Linked DNA regions of Astyanax mexicanus: region 1 is linked to region 2. The links are chromatin contacts, called in public Hi-C maps. All regions are on one chromosome and are shown on one strand. Each heading gives the region's core, a stretch centred on a gene start, on an enhancer-like site or on the middle of the called end of the contact. The rest is flanking DNA. Distances are from core to core; before and after follow the strand shown.

Region 1 (2,700 bases), core at 60-2,559, 180 kb before region 2:
TATATTTACAGTACTGTATATTTGCTACCAAATTTCAACTTTGTCCAAGTAAAAGATAAAATCTCGTCCAAATAGAAGTTAGCTATTAATTTATCTGAACTATGTCTGAACTATTTGTGGAATAGTACGTTTTTTGCAATAATTAATATGCTGCTGTATGAAAGGTTTGTTCTCAGATAAATGCTTCAGCACGAAGACTGCTGCTGGTGTAAAGATAAAACATGTTCATTATGAAGTGAAGAATGCTGTGTCGGCTGCTCTGGTGATTATATTCCTTCAGTCTGTTCATTGATAAGTGTAAATATTTTGACACCTTTGTTAAATGTATAAGAAAGGCCCTTTCACTGATAATTTGTCATTGTTTTAAATGTCAGTATATGCAGAGCAACATATTGTCCAGTTCTGAGCTTCAAGTTAAATTTCCAACTGTAATATGTGGCCCTGCCACATAAAAAAAAAAAACCCACTATAAATAAAAAATAAATAAAATAAATAAATAAATAAAATAAACACTTTAATAATAATAATAATAATAATAATAATAATAATAATAATAATAATAATAATAATGATGAAAAGAAGAAGAAGATTTTTAATATAATATGTAACACTTTCTTTGGGACAAGTTTAAGTACACCTCATCTATAACTGCCCACTATCATGTTACTACTTTACTGGCTGTTCATACTTTTCTCATTCTCATTCTCATTTTTGTTCATTCTGGCAAAGGGTCAGCAGGTGGAGCTGTAGTCAATCTTTTTTCACTTCTTTCAATTCCTCCTGTAGAAGGCAGCAAAGGAAATCCCTTGAAAAAATTTAATTATATCCCCAGAAGGCCTTTTATTTTGAAACACTGGTGGGCATGTCACAAATAAGCCCAAAGTTACCTGTGTAATACCTAACGTTACACTGATATTTATGTATATATACATGTTATATATAATCTCACTGCCTGCCTATGCATGTCTAATATATGTGCCATTATATTAGATATTAGATTTTCAAAGTTTTTTTGTGCTTTTATTTTGAAAAATCTTCGGGCGCGTTTAAAATATGCCCTTCTCCCTATATAGTAGACTCGATACATTCTTTAAAAGCTTTACCGTAGCTTCTATATCAAAACAATGTATTAATTGTTTTGTACGGAGTCGCGCAGCCTGTGAAAGAGAACATATGCTGTTATACTAGACAGAATTAATGCTAGATTTAAGTGTAGAGCTGTAATTTTGTGACATATGTAGTGCACTAGATAGGACAGACGAAGCAATTTGGGATGTATCCTCATCTCGCCATCACTCCGTTGGGGTCCATGACTGGTTGAGGTTCACTGGCGATAATAAGGAGAGAGGCGGCGACTGAAGACTGAACAGACCGGTCGGTCACTGCAGGTGGCGGCGTGGGGACGTTTTTGGACGTTCCCCGTGTTTTTTCACCCCGCAGACATGGCTGAATACAGCCAGGCGGGGATATTAACGGCGTTGCTGCTGTTTACCGTGGTGACGGTGCGGGATATTTACCTCGGCCGGAGCGCGGTGGAGCAGCAGCCCGAGCAGCAGCAGGCCGCGGCGGAAAGCTCGGGGCCGGGGGGCTTTCTCAACCCAGACCCGCTCACTCAGCGGCAGAGCAAGGCCAAGTTTTACACCGGCCCGCTCCTGAAGTTCCAGTACTGGTGAGGGAATTCACTGATTCAGGGCCTGTTCTATATTCGGTTAAATAGCCTGAGCTACCTTCGTTAGCTTAGCTTAGCTTAGCTAACGCCGTTAGCCTCTGCTCTGAGAATGAGTGCTGAGTTGAGGTGAGTAACCCAGATCCAGAAAGTAGAAATCCACCCCAGGGTTTTGTATCAACTCACTCGGCGGTTGAAGCTGCGGCTGAGCCGCCCAGGCAGTTGGTACAAAACCTTGGGGTGGATTTTTACTTTCTGGATCTCGTTTACTCATCTCCAGGGTGGTAGATACAGATCTGCTAGCCAAGCTAACTAGTTACCTAGCTAGTGAGCTAACAGTTATGTTCTCTAAAATGTCTTTAAAATATGTTATTTCATATTTAATGCACATATTAAACATTATCAACTCTCGCTCTCTCTGATGTTACAGTTTGTTGCTAATGACAATGTTGTTAATGTACTTTATTTTCAGTAAGGCGGTAGTTAGTGAGGCCAGGCTAGCAGTACATAGCATGACATTATACTGAGCCATAATCTTTTTCTAGGCTATTTTATTAATATCTGGAATTACATTACTTTTGTTCTAAAACAAATTAGTTATAGCTATCTGTGACTAAGATTTTTACTTGTAAAATGTAAATATGGTTAAGACGTATTGTTACTCCATTTAACAGAGATATATGATCCTGGTAATAAATTTCATAAAGCTGTTTTGCAGCATCAGTTTTTTTAAAAGCACTATATCAATTGGTACATTTAGTTTTATTTATTGACAAAATAACAACAAATTTCTTGGAAGACATATTTTATTTTATTATTGTTTACAGTTGTTCGAAACAAATGTACCAGTCTCTGTACGTTATAAATGTGTGTATCGGTGTCAGCATTGGCAGATACATTTTTATTTAATTATCTATAGGTGTATGTGAGTAAAATAAGCATTGTGGTTTTATTTCATACTACTGACAAAATTTCTCCCAAATTAAATCTCAAATAATGCAAAGAAAACAAGGTCATATTCATTTAGAAACAAC
Region 2 (2,700 bases), core at 98-2,597:
CAAAATCTCTCCTAATGCAGTATAGCATCCAGGAACTTTTCGCACACTCTAACTCTTCTACTGCACATTTGGACACTCTACCCCATCTCGCATACTGCTTTTGCGAACTGTTCAGTATGGAAGTACACAATTTCGGATGCAGCCAATTACTTTTTTTCCCTTGAACTTGGGGCTGGGGTTAATGATGATGACGACTATATTTATTTAATTTTTTGATTGGGAAGGGTCTCTTCTCTCAGACGGCTCACAGACAAAGGTACGTTATCAAAGAATTTCCATAACTTTATTATATTCTTACTTGAAATGGAGTATAAACAACATATTTTATATTTTTTATTCTCCTATTAATATGTATATAGTTGTATTTAAAATATGATTTATTAATAAAATCGTACTAATAAATAATACAATTAATAAAATAATTAATTAATAATTTTGTTATTCCAATAATTTCTTTTTTTTTTTTGTATTTTGGTTTTAGGTTATTGTTTCAGTATCAGTATTAAGATATTTATGCAGGTATCGTATCAAAAGTTATAGCTTATTTTGGTACTGTGACAACACTGGGGGCTAGAAGCACTAAGATGACCATGGCAGTATTATTGGTCAGTAAAATATGTTACCTGGCTCTGTGCAGACCATTACTAAAGTACGTGTTGTTCTTCTCTGAACCTTGTGACAGGTCCTATATAACCAAAGGGTCCGGTTTCAAATATCACTGCCAACAAAATCCTCCCAACACACTTTCTTTATCTGGAATACAGCCCTTACTGACATCCTGCCAAGAACAAAATCCCTTACTGCAGCTAAGCTAGATAACCTAGATAACTAGGTTAACTAACTTTTGTCAACAACCCTGAGAAACACTGTACAAAAGTTGGGCTTTCAGCATCTTTTCTGAAGGTCGTGCAAGAAGAGGTTTCCTCTAATAAATAAGTAAAACTACAGTTTAAACCCACAGCAGCTGTGAAAACGTCACTTTATTTTTTGTTAGCCCAATTAATGCCATTATATAAGCTTATAAAGCTACACAGCTAGATTCGGTTAGCCAGAAGTACCGGAGGCTAGTTCCACTCACCGGCTCTCCTCCTCCTCCGCGGCTCTCCTGATGAAGGACGCGGGAAGACTCGCTCTCGGACTCCGCTCACTCCGCGCTGCTCATTCTCTACTGTCTGAGCTCTGTATGTTTTTGTGTACGCGTGTGTTTATACGTGTCTCAACGCAGCATTTGCACATAAACAGGCTCTGAAGGTGAAGCCATCCGCACAGGGGCCGATCCAGCTGTTGCTTTCTGAATAACCCCGCCCCCCGCTTGCAGCAGCGCTTTGTTTCATTGGACTACAATTCTGACGCACCGCACCAGACTTCCCGCTGCCGCTGGCTCTGTCCCAATCCGACACCAGCTGCCTCGATACTTCTCTAGCTCCTTATTTTGTTCCTTATTTAAGTTGAACCCCAGGCGACTCTTTTTTAACTAAATAACATAACACATAATGTAAGAAAGCTAGCGTTACCTACGATTACTACACTCTGTTAATTCATATTCAGACAAGCCTTCCTGTCCCAGAAGACTTTCTGAGTAGGCAACATGTGTTCCGTTTGAGACACAACCTAACAGTGTGGCTAAATGCCAAAATAAAAGTCCTCAAGTATTAAATATCATTATTATCGCAGGTAACTTTGCCACAAAATGTAGAATCCGTTCTCAAAAAACAAACAACATTTTCAGATAATTTCTCATATAATATATAAATAATGTAATAAAAAAGTGGAGGTATGGCGGCAACAATATACCCGAATGAATGTAAAAATGTATCACCACTAACCTCACATTCTAAAAGTAAAAATAAACGTTAAATATAAAAGGTTTTCTTTCACATTTTAGTCTTTTTCTGTTACACTTTGATAAAGTTGTTTAATTTTATGTTTTAACTGATGATGTATAACTGAAAAGAAGTACACAGAACCACGTTATGTCCATGAAAGACATGTACAGCATTTACTATATTTAAAGACAAAATACAAAGACACGACTTGAAGAACAAATATATAAAACGTTTTTACACTTTAAAACTGTAAATATGTATAATGTGTATTCTGAATATTAAACTGTTGTATATATTTAGCATAAAACTATTTATGTTCTTAATTTAAATTATAATGTACTTGTATTAATTATATAAATTGTTATTTTGTTTTATTTATCATTAAATCAATTTCCCTTTACAAATATATATGATGTGCTAAGTTATTAATTCTATTTAATGCAATTTACTCTCGGTAGGACATGACTGCTACATCAATATTTGACATTTACTGTTTACTGCATTCTTCAAACATATTAGTAATTAGAAAATAAATGAATAATAACAGAAATTTAACACATTTTGCTTTGACTTTATGATGCCTTTTTTAAGTCATCAACTACAACACTAACACTGAATTCACTCTTCATTACAGAAATAGTGCTCTTTAACATTTTGAAACTCACAGCCACCTTTCCAATTGTCCAAGGCCTCTCTGAATAGAAAGATATTTTTTGAATTTAAAACCAAATACAACACAATCTTGTGCATGTGAATAGAGTTTAGATCAGGCCCAAAAAAATTCAGCCCGAACCTGAACCTGTGCTTGTTCTGTTGAGAATGACTGTCTGAGCCTGATTTAACCCCCACATTTCTTTAGTATGTAGAGTGTTAA

What was found. Hi-C and Micro-C count contacts between places; a contact is called where the count stands out from the background.
Region 1: a contact with region 2 is called in a Hi-C map of blood, with 2.8 times the contacts expected there. The contact joins the promoter of selenot2 here to the promoter of wfs1b in region 2. A contact is called at or near these places in 2 of 3 Hi-C or Micro-C datasets (blood and muscle).

The regions. Positions count from the first base shown.
Region 1 is chr10:19,073,501-19,076,200 of AstMex3_surface, reverse strand. selenot2 (selenoprotein T, 2) reads left to right here and starts at 1,309. Exons shown (of 7, transcript XR_007440935.1): 1 at 1,309-1,669.
Region 2 is chr10:18,892,891-18,895,590 of AstMex3_surface, reverse strand. wfs1b (Wolfram syndrome 1b (wolframin)) reads right to left here and starts at 1,347. Exons shown (of 8, transcript XM_022683592.2): 1 at 1,079-1,347.